Linked DNA regions of Mus musculus: regions 2, 3 and 4 are each linked to region 1. Evidence: chromatin contacts called from public promoter capture Hi-C data. All regions are on one chromosome and are shown on one strand. The core of a region is the stretch at or near the end of the contact, and the rest is flanking DNA. Distances in the headings are between cores, read along the strand shown.

Region 1 (2,736 bases), core at 113-2,612:
GGGGTTCCACCTGCTCAGAGTAGAAGGGGAGCAAGGATGGGGGAAGGATTGTGAGAGGAGATGACTGGGAGTGGGGGGCAGTAAGCCGGATGTAAAGTGAATAAGTTAAAATATTTTTAAAAAGAAAAAAAAAAGAAAGAAAGAAAGATAACGCTTCACAGTGGTCTAACTTCTTCCTATCATGTCTTGACGTTAATGGTTCCACTTTCTCAGGCTTTAATACATGTCCTCTGTGGACATTCTAGGTGCAGACTGACATCTTCAGCGTCAGTGGATTAGAAGCCAAGCCTATGGCCTCACCATAATGTGGTTCCCTGAATGCTGGGATTTCTAGTGGGTCTACCTTCTGTCAGCCTTCCAGAGTCTCTTCCTTCTGGCTTCTGTAGATGTCCAAGGGGGCCAATTATGTATAGCCATGAGAAACTTGAATCTACATTCCTGCAAACGGAAGCAATCTTTTTTTCTTTTGTGAGGAGCCTGTCCTAGTAGTCAACAAACATGATGTCTGTTGACGGTAATGTATGAAAAGCTAGCTAATCCTTCCTTGATGACCAGCCCATTGTGAAGCAGCTTCCCATGACAGAATGTGCACCACTGAGCACAGATGATTCTGAAAGCTCACCACAGGACACGAATGACTTCATACACAATCAAACATGTTTGGTGCAATTCTACAGTCCTCAGACATCAAAATGAGAGTTCGCGATGTCTTCCCAACCATTACTCCTTTCAGCTGTAAAAGATCCTCAAGCATTTCCTCCCCACCGCCCTTTTCTTTTAAGCTTTTTTTTTTTTTTTTTTTTTTTTTTGCACTCACCCAGGGCTTCTTCACAGAAACGACCACATTTCTGAATAGCTCACGTCTTACTAAAAGGTTCATTATTCCTGAACCTTTATCCCAAAATAGCGCTCTCGGACACCCACTTTTCTTTTGCCAGAGAAGGTGTGGATAGAAAATCTTTGAGGCGGGACTGGACCGCCCATTTGAAGGCGTGGGTACGGTACTTCTCCAACCCCTTCTATTTGGAAATGCCTGCCCCCTTAAGCTACTCATCCTGATTCTTGTCCCAAACGATAACGACCCCCCTGCTTAAACAAACTAGTCCCTTAGAAGGCCTGCCCTCACGGACCAAGGGCAGGGGCAAGCTCTGAGTTCTAGCGACCCTTCCAACTACCCCACCCCAGACCCCACTGCCACGCAGTGCCACATCAGCGACTGCACAGCGCGCCCAGCTAAGTTCCTTTCTAGGATGCGAGTGGCCCAGTGGGTGGAGGCAGATTGAGCCCGCAGGAGTGGCGGGCTGCTCCACCAATCGGCAATCAGAGAGGAGGCTTTGCCTCCAACTGCAACCCCAGTCAGTGCCCCGCCGGGGAAACCAGATGAAGCACATCTGGACAGCTGTGCTGAGAAAGTTTGTGGGCCTCTTCCAGGCCTGCCACCCGCAAGGCACGTCCCCCACGTAGCCTCCTGCTAGCCACTTACTACTTAATTTTTTTTTCCCCAAGAAGCAATAAGCAACCCACGCTTGAATCTTTTTCTCTCCCTCCCCCCCACCCCCCATGTGAGGCGAGGCCACATCACATTCAACACAGTTTAGTTTTCATGGGGCTTTGAGATCAAAAGAACAGAAACAGCAACCAAAGCTCAGCTGCCTTCTGATCCTAACTGACAAAGTGGGGAGAGTAAGGTGTGCGCAAACAGGACAAGTTGGGTAAGTTGTGGAGACTTGGGGACATCTTCCTCCTTGTCCTGCTGAGCTCTCTAGCCTGTGCCTTTGCTCTTCTTGCCAGACTTCTGTTTGTTAAGGGGAGAAAAACATCTCATGCTGGGAAAGACTGTAAGGATATCGGGCTTCTTTCTTTTCTGTTTTTGGGGAAATGTTTGGTTTGCATTTTAAAATTGATGAGGGTTGGAGAGTTGGTGCTCATATAAGATTTCTTGGGAACAAAATTTTGACTGGTGTTTTGTTGTAAACCTTTCTTCATCCTAAAGTTATTCTTCTCGACTTCTTCTCCTTTCTTTTCCTCCCTTCTCCTTCTCCTTCTTCCTCCTCCTTCTCTTCTTCCTCTTCTTCTCCTTCTCTTCCTTCTTCTAACTCTTCTTCATTCTCTTGCTCTTCTTCTTCCTCCTCCCCCTCCTGTCCTCCACTATTTTGATGGATGACTGAGAAAACTCTCTGGTGTATTTAGAATTAACACAACGTTTGACAAATTATTTAAAACTTGAATCTTATAAAGGACTTACTGGATCCTTCACTTAAGTTTGTAGTTGAAAGTGCCAATATCATATCTCAAAGAGGGAGATCTAAATTCCTCTTAGGTTACTAACAAAATAATTAAATAAGTGATAGACCTCTCTGTGTGTCTGCAATCCTATAATTACATACTTAACCTGTTGTTCCATCAAAAATAATATCCACGGTGTTTATTATACGTGCGCGCTTACAGATAGTTCTACTTTATACGTCATGATTTAGCAATGAGGTGGTGGAAAATGCTGACCTGCTGGTGGCTCAAGGCCCATTCCTTCTGAAACATCTATGGTTCCCTCTGCCTGAGTAATGTTCCGAAGTTCAGAGTTCTGTTGCATGCTGGTTACTGTTTGGGGAAGATTTGACTCAAGTAGATCTTTAGCTTCTGGCTCTTAAAGCACCATTTGGGAATTTAGAGCAGAAATGATTACTTTTAGAGCATGTTTTTGTCCACAAAGGTAGAACAGTTTCAGAGGATTTAGAA
Region 2 (2,736 bases), core at 61-2,560, 920 kb after region 1:
CTACCTCCCAGACACTGGCATTACATGAGTGGGCCACCATGCCCACTTAACATATTTCACATCTGGGACCACTGTTTACTATAATACCCAGCTAGAATCTATTTAACGAGGCTCACACATGCCAAGCCTAACTATTAGCTGTTGTCCTAGCACCACACCTCCACCCAGAGCAACACCTACCATCCCCTAAGGGCCTCTTCAACCCAAAATGAAGCTTACAGAGAGGAATCATTTCAAATTTCAACACACAGCTTGGAAGGCTATGGTACCCAAGGCCACACTAACAAGTTCTGCTACTGTCTGATGGTTTAGTTCAAGAGCACATTGCATAGTTTTGTTTAACCAAAATTTAACCTGGCAAAATCTGACAGTGTAACTTTAAAAGAGGCTACTAGCAAGCTGCATTCCACTTACCGACTGCCCTTTCTTGTGTTTCCTTCTGTAGAGGACAGTCCAGTTTATCTGCCGAGGATTCCTTTTGGAAAGGAATGCTGACTCACATTTTGCATTAAGAAACTGGAAAACCTGCAGTTAACAAATTCAAATTAGTCATCCTTTTACACAAAGTGGAGACTGACGTCCTCCTCCAGCTTTATTCTACTTCTCTCTTCTCAATATATAAATATATAAAGGAGGCAAGAGACCTCTTTGTGACACAAATGACAGGGTGGCATCAATGCTACAGTCTTCTCAGGAGCCGAAAAATCTACACTAGTCGCAAAGGGTCGGGTGGCGCTAAACTCAAAGAAATCTGGCTCTGAGCCCTCTCCGACTCCAAAAGACCTGAAGCCCATTTCCCTTTCCCATTGGTTACATACAGCACTCATTTCCAGCCTGGTTTACACACCATCCATATTCCCTCAAGTTTCCCATCCCACACGCGGTCCCGGGGCCTTCGGGGAGAGAGGACCGTCCTTCTACTCCCAGCGTCCCGAGCCGCGCTCGGCCCAGCCGGCCTTTACCTTCCCGTCGGTCCTGGCGTAGCGCCGCCCGTGTCCCGGGTAGATCTTGTACCCGCTGAAACTGCACAGCTCGACCCTGGAAGGAAAAGGCGAAGCTCGTTAGTATGTGCGCTGCAAAGAGGAGCCATCCCCGGTAGCTCGGCCTCAGGATGGAGGCGGATTGGGACACCGGGCGCCCGCTTACTTCATGGTGATAGATGTCGGCCTGCCGGGGTAAAGATGGCGAAGAGAAAGAAAGAATCATGGGAGAACCTTATAGGGCAGAGGGAGAGAATCTCCTCCCTAAATTCCCTTCCTTGACCCCGGCGCCCAGAGATGATGTCACTTCCGAGCGCCCAGTCTGTTTCCTAGCAACAGCTTTCTTCCTACAGCATTGGCGGGGAGTGGGTTTGAGGTGTTCGTTTAAGGTCCAAGTTGGTTCTTGGCTTGGGTTCTGTGCCATTTTATTTCCTCCAGGCTAGTGTTCTAGAATCTAAAGCCAGCATTTCGCAGGATTTAATAAACAAGAGACAAGGATGTTCTACGTGTCTTTCCTCCTCTTACGAAGCCCAGACCAGTTTTTATCTCGCAGGTAAAACCTGAAGGTCACTTTTTGCATTTGGCTTTGGATTATTCCTTGAAACAAAAATAAATCGTAGCGGCCTGCCGGGCAGTGGTGCCGCACGCCTTTAATCCCAGCACTTGGGAGGCAGAGGCAGGTGGATTTCTGAGTTCAAGGCCAGCCTGGTCTACAAAGTGAGTTCCAGGACAGCCAGGGCTGCACAGAGAAACCCTGTCTCGAAAAACCAAAAAAAAAAAAAAAGAAAAAGAAAGAAAAAAATCGTAGCGGCCGACAGCGTGGCCCAGGGATAGCACGAGTGGTACGCAAAACCCTGAATTAAATCCCCACCTCCAAAAAATATTAGAGCCCGCCACTGTGGGGCAAGCTTTTAATCTCAGCTCTCTGAAGACGCACTGGCAGGCTGGTCTACATAGTAGTAAGAGTTCCAACGGTACATAAATAGTGACCCCCTGTATCAAAAACTAAAAGTAATTAATCACTAGTTCAAATAGATTGCCAACACTTGTAATACGAGCACTCAGGAACTAAGGCGGGACTACTACAAGTTTGAGGCCAGCCTTGGTTACAGTGTGAGACCCTGTCTCAAAACCTGAAGTTACGAGTTGGAAAGGTGAGCAGGTTAAGAATACATACAACTATTGAAGACGACCAGAGTTCAGCCACCTGTAACTCCAGCTAGCTGCCTGACCCCGAACTCATGAGTGTACTTACATACACACACACACACACACACACACACACACACAAACACACACACACACAGGCAAAAAAAGAAAAAAAGAAAAAGAAAAAAAAAAAAAAAGAAAAGCTATGCTAGCCAGCCGGTGGAGGCACAGCCTTAATCCCAGAAGAGTCAGGCTGGTCACTAAGACTTTTGAGGCCAGCCTCGCCCACAGGGAGTTACAAGACATCCAAGGCTACACACAGACCTTGTCTCTAAAAACCGAAAATAAAATAAAGGAAAAATAAAGTTATTTTATGGGGCTGGAGAGATGGCTCAGCAGTTAGGAGCGCTGGCAACTCGTCCAAAGGACCTGACTTCAATTCCCAGTACCCAGACGGCAACTCAATAACTGTAAATCCAGTTCCAGGGGACCTGGCACCTTCTCATAGACATACATACAGGCAAAACACCAATGAACGTAAAAATAAATAAATCTTAAGAAGAAAGAAAAGCTATTTTAGGGCCTGGAAAGATGTTTCAGCTTGTAA
Region 3 (2,736 bases), core at 93-2,592, 860 kb after region 1:
CAACACTCAATGTTGCTTGGAGGACAGAATGAACTATATTCTCTAATACTGGGTGTATATTACAGGCTAGGAATTGACCAAATTTGGGCAGAGGAATGAGTATAGAGAAAAAGAAGTAAGAAACAGATGAGGCTGTAGCATACTTGATGCATGGATTTCATTGACACTAAATGAATCTACTAAAGGTTTCTAGGAGAGGCAGGACTTAACAGGTGTTTCCAATCTGGAAGAGACGAGTCCTGTATTTTACTGTTGAGTATAAGACAAGTGCTGGTGCTAGCACAGAGGCAGGGAACGCTACAAGACAACTCTTGTGCTGTTCATTGTGTCCATGAAGGTTAAGAGACAAGACTGGCACTAGCTTTTATGATAAAACTCTGTCGGATACTTTTACCTTGAAAGAATAGGGCGATTTAACCAGCAGACAGTTTTACTCCAGACAGTTTTATAGGAGTAAAGAAAACTCCTTGAAAAACACCAAGAAGTGAATAACTTCTAATTCAAAGCAATTCCGAACGTTGAAGCTGGGCTGGGGCGTATTTTAAACGTTATTAGAGAAGGGATGAGTGGAATAGGGTAGATACAAAGCCGACATCTCCAAACTGCAGTAGAGCAAACTACCCTTCTCCGTAAGAAAGACAGCTCCTGCCCTTCGGAGTGTAGCCGGGGATTTTGTTTGTTTTTTATGTATTTTTTTTTAAACAGGTGTTTGAATATATGCAAGTGAGTGTGAACTCTTAGTAGTCGGATTTCTGGAACTGGAGTTATCAGTTAACTGTAGACCACCCAACTGGGAATTGAACTGTCCTCTGAAACAGCAGGAAGCGCCCTTGACCTCCACGTATACCTATTTCTGCTTTTAATGTTTGCTTGCTTGCTACAACTCTCACGCTGAATTTTTCACGAATGCAAAAGCCGCGGAAATTTCTTCCGCCCCAATTTCCGTAAGGCTCTACGACGTGATCTTCCATAAGTCTCTTTTCGGTGTCATTGCACAAATGGAAACGATAATTGCACACCGGACCGCACTGGACGGTGTCAACACTAAGACAGCGTCCGTTAACTGCTGACGTTTCTCTGTAAGAACACAGCCCTATCCCGTAAAATGAAGGACCAGCCGCGACCACCGCTGAGCGTGGAAGCACCTAGGATTGAACCCACCGTTCCACGATCGGTGAGTCCGTACTAACCCGGACGTGCCATCCCACCGCCCAGTCCTCCATAGCCGTCACCACACACCTCGTTCCAGCCAACGACGTCACATCCGTCCCCGTCTCGGGTTCCAGGTCCTCTCTAGGCTGCGGCCTCGCTGGCCCGCCCGAAGCTTTGTGGTTGCTGGGCGGGGCCGTGACGTTCTTGCCCGGGCTGCAGGGGGAGGCCGCGGCGAGGAAGATGGCGGACGGGAAGGCGGGAGAGGAGAAGCCAGAGAAGCCGCAGCGAGCCGGAGCCGCCGGAGGTGAACACAACCCCAGCGTCGCGGGCTACGGGGGCTACTCCGGCCTTTCTTTGGGGTTCCCAGGGCGGGTTGGGGGGCTTTCCGGCATCGCAGGAGCCGGCGGAGCTGGCGCTCGCCCGGCCAGGGGCTGGGCCCTGATGAGTGCCGGGCACGCCCGGTGTGGCCCGCGGGGGAGATCGAGGTCCGCGTCGCCTAATCAGAGAGGCCGCCGGTTACCACCGGGCGGTGCGAAGGGAGGTGGGAGCTTGGCCCGGGAGTCCGAACAGCAGAGAGCTCAGGGCCCGCTGCGCACTCAGGCCGCCGCACGAGCGCCGAGCCGCCGCGGGCACTGGCCGCATGCCGGCTTTCCGAGGTCGCCGGCCTCTCGGTTACACGTAACGAGGGTTGATGCTCTCTTTTTCGCTGCGGAGGTGGAAGACCCCAGCCCACTCTCTGCTGTATTTTCAGACATAACATTTATAAACCCTGCGATGGCATAAGTCGAGGCGATGCAGGGGAGAGGGGAATCTGGCTCAAGCAGCAAACGCTTGAAATTAGGGTTTGATTCGCTTTCTTTCCGGTATCTTTCTTAGGCTGCCAGCAGCGGAGTCTATGTCAGATATTTCGTTGGCGTGGTAGGAAGGTGTGATCTTCCTGTAATTTGTCGCGAAATTAAACTCAGATTATAGCTATCTTTTCGTTCCTCCTACCCCCGTAATTTTTGATGGTGTACATAAAGGAAAAGAAATGCGTAGTCTCTTTTCCCCTACGCCCTTTTGTCGGAAGGATAATTAGCACATGCTTAGAATGTTTTAGCCTTTCACTGTTCTGGCTTTCTTCGGGCTTATCCTTGAAATACTTAAATGTGAGAACATATAGGTTCAGTATCGCATAAAGGCCAAAAGTAGGGTCTACCAAGTTTGTTAATTGCCGAACACCCCCGCCCCCACCCCACCCCCGGTTTGAGCTAGGAGCTCATTTAGCTCTGGCTTCCTGAGTACTGGAATTACAAGCCACGGCCACTTTCTCAGGTCTCTTCCTCATTTTGTTTTTTTTTAAAAATAAACTAGTAAAATAGCTAATGATTTTAGTTCTTACTTTAGACCTTCTATATGTTAAAAGTAGTTTGAGGAAAAACTATAGCCTAAAGTATCTTGGGGTGGCCTTGAACTTAAGGTCCTTTTGCCTTGACTGAGAACATCGTTTTAAGGTACTGCTAAAATGTACCTTAAACGTCTAAAGAAATTCGTGTGTATGTATGCAGTGTACTTGCCACCCTTTCAGTTGAGGGACATTCTGTC
Region 4 (2,736 bases), core at 132-2,631, 720 kb before region 1:
TCTTATAGGTCAGCTATTAACATCACAGCTCTTAATGTCACAGGGAATTTTAGAAAGGTCAGGGTGGTTTGTAGTCTTTCTCAGAATTCAGTGTGGGGCAGGGTAGGGGGATTTCTCTGGAAATTGCTATCTTGTTATGGTTATTTTTCTAAGAACAGCTCATTTTGTTTTGGCAGCTGTAGACTCAGTCATTTTGACTGCTATGTTTCTGAAAGTCCCTTCAGAGGGGAAGAGGCTGGGTGGTCTTGAACTTATTTTGGATTCTACAGTACCAGATATGGGTGTTGGAGTTGGAGGTGGGGTTAGGGTAGGCTAACTTATAAACCCAGATATCTATTTACTGGTAACAAAACAGTTAAAGGGAAGATACAATTTATATTGTTTATTCAATAGAGCTTGTATTTTTTTCTATAAAGGGTGAATTAGCAAATACACGAAGTATGAATGTATAGACGCACCATATTAAAGCCACTCTTTCTTTCTGGTTAGTTTATGTTGTCCAAAGCGTTCTACTATAAAAGTAACTTATGAGCACCGGTACAAACAACTCAATCGCTGCATTTGGCCTGTGGCCTTCCTGACCTCTTAATACCTGTTGTCAGGCAGATGGCTAATGGAGATGACAGAAACAAATGTACTGTTGAATAAAACAATTCTCCTCCTCCTCCACAGGATGTCTCTGCAGAGTCTTGGGTGTCCTGGAACTCCCCTGTAGACCAGGCTGGCCTTCAACTCAAGGAATCTGCTTGCCTCTGCTTCCCAGATTGCTGGGATTAAAGGCGTGCGCCACCACACCAGGCCCCAAGTTCTATTCATGTTCCAAGGGCCATGGTACTGAATGGGACAGATCACAATCCAAGTCCTCTAAAGAGAATATCAAAACCTGATTAAGTATTTTAAATAGAGAAGTGGTATGTTTCAGGTCTTCAGGATATTCGTCCCTCTTAAGTTGTAGAAAAAGAGCAGCAACGTTCACATGTACAACCAAGTTCCGACATTCATCGTCAGCAACTCTCAGGTGCGTTTCTAAGGACAAACTGCACAGGCGCTGGAACGCCAGAACCCTGACAACCAAGTGAAAACACATCCACGTGCTCGGGTCTCCTCCCGCGGTGCAAGCTCTTTGAAATCCAACAGAGAAAAATCGTCTTAGCATCCGTTCTTGCACTTTCGACATCGGCTTTTCGGCCATAAACCAAAACAAAATACTTAAATATTAAAAAAAAATAACCCAAACCGATGGTAACTCTTTTCTTGTATTTCTAGGCTCAACAGAGCATTTATTTGGAGTTTCTAGGCCGATCTTGAACGTCTGAGCCTGTGTGGAAACGGCGACACCCCTGGCTGCCGCAGCTGGGGGGGCGTGGCGTCTGTGACGTCATCTCCAGTGGCGCGGGCGACGGAGTTCCTTGGTTTTTCCGCGTGTAGCGTTGCTAACGCCGCCAGTGAAGCTGAGCCCAGGAGCGCGAGCGGCCGCCTTGCTTTCATCTGGTTGTCAGTTCGCGTCCGGGTCTCACGGGGATGGCAGACGATCTGGGAGACGAGTGGTGGGAGAACCAGCCGGCAGCCGCCAGCAGCCCAGGTAAGCTCTCGCCCGCCTCCCTCGTTCCTCCTGCCCTGGTCCTCGCCTCAGCTGCCTTACCCGCGTGTGGCAGTCGTGGCGGTCTGCCCGGAGGTGGAGCGCGGAGCCGTGGGAACATGGGACGGCGCGGGAACTGGGGAGGGACAACACCGTGTCACACGTGGAACGAGAGGGACCCCGTCGCCGCCTGCCAGTCTGAGAGGGCTACTTCCTGCGCTCTGGTTTTCTAGACTTTTTACTATTTTCTTGAGACTAGATAGACCGTTTCTGTACAGTTTGTCATAGTGGTTACCAGTAATCCCTGAACTAGGTTCAGATTGGGAATTCAAATCACAGACTCTGATACTCCGACACATTCTCCTTTTTCCTCACGTGTGAAAGGAGTAATTCTCTCCAAAAAATTGTGAAGATGTAGTGAAGGTAATTTAAAGTTGTATAGCACAACACAATTTTTGGCGTGTAGTATATGTACAAAATATTAAAGTAGCGTGTTCTTTATCATGTGTAGTTCGAGCCAGCAAGGGGCTTAACTCTTCTGCTTTACAGCAAATTCTTTTCTTTTCTTTTCTTTTCTTTTCTTTTCTTTTCTTTTCTTTTCTTTCTTTCTTTTTTTTTTTTTTTTAGACAGGGTTTCTCTGTGTAGCCCTGGCTGTCCTGGAACTCATTCTGTAGACCAGGCTGGCCTCGAACTCAGAAATCCGCCTGCTTCTGTCTCCCAAGTGCCGAGATTAAAGGTGTGAACCACCACTGCTCGGCTCCAACAGTTTCTATTATGGTGTACTATGTGTACCCATTCTGTGTGCAGTAGGCATTTTATTTTCAAGTAAAGTAGCATTAAGTAACCCCCCCACTCCAGTGGCCTTGAACATTTCATGCCCCATAAGACTTAACCATGCGATAGCTACTTCTATTGTTACTGTCTCAAGTCACCCTCCAAGGATCCAAGGTCCACCTGTCTCTAGTTTTAGATGGTAGGGTCAATGTCATATTTCCATTTATTTTGATCTCAGTACCATCTCACATGATAGCAAACAGAGTTAACACGTTTAGACCATTTCTCAGTGTGAAACTGAAAGTTACAGCATGGGTTTTGTGATTTAAGGGGAACAGAAGAGTAGAGTGTCAGTCCAGTGGCGAGTGGCAGTCTGGATCCC

What was found. Promoter capture Hi-C pulls out the DNA fragments that hold promoters and counts their contacts.
Region 2: a contact with region 1 is called in a promoter capture Hi-C map of the 3T3-L1 cell line, with 6 times the contacts expected there. The contact joins the promoter of Rpl24 here to the promoter of Tmem45a in region 1. A contact is called at or near these places in 4 of 39 promoter capture datasets (the 3T3-L1 cell line, cranial neural crest and maxillary cranial neural crest) and 1 of 115 datasets of contacts at active chromatin or transcription factors (embryonic stem cells).
Region 3: a promoter capture Hi-C map of stem cell-derived epiblast-like cells shows a contact between it and region 1, with 4 times the contacts expected there. The contact joins the promoter of Pcnp here to the promoter of Tmem45a in region 1. A contact is called at or near these places in 9 of 39 promoter capture datasets (the 3T3-L1 cell line, cranial neural crest, embryonic stem cells and 6 more).
Region 4: a contact with region 1 is called in a promoter capture Hi-C map of hippocampal neurons, with 2.2 times the contacts expected there. The contact joins the promoter of Cmss1 here to the promoter of Tmem45a in region 1. A contact is called at or near these places in 4 of 39 promoter capture datasets (the 3T3-L1 cell line, embryonic stem cells and hippocampal neurons).

The regions. Positions count from the first base shown.
Region 1 is chr16:56,884,789-56,887,524 of GRCm38.p6, reverse strand. Tmem45a (transmembrane protein 45a) reads left to right here and starts at 1,362. Exons shown (of 6, transcript NM_019631.3): 1 at 1,362-1,712.
Region 2 is chr16:55,964,849-55,967,584 of GRCm38.p6, reverse strand. Rpl24 (ribosomal protein L24) reads right to left here and starts at 1,310. Exons shown (of 6, transcript NM_024218.4): 1 at 1,147-1,310; 2 at 963-1,038; 3 at 415-525. The coding sequence starts at 1,151. It overlaps Gm6958 (MLV-related proviral Env polyprotein-like), which reads right to left. Exons shown (of 1, transcript XM_001480210.4): 1 at 2,537-2,736.
Region 3 is chr16:56,028,323-56,031,058 of GRCm38.p6, reverse strand. It overlaps Pcnp (PEST proteolytic signal containing nuclear protein), which reads left to right and starts at 1,342. Exons shown (of 5, transcript NM_001024622.2): 1 at 1,342-1,456. The coding sequence starts at 1,393.
Region 4 is chr16:57,605,512-57,608,247 of GRCm38.p6, reverse strand. Cmss1 (cms small ribosomal subunit 1) reads left to right here and starts at 1,381. Exons shown (of 10, transcript NM_025599.3): 1 at 1,381-1,582. The coding sequence starts at 1,522.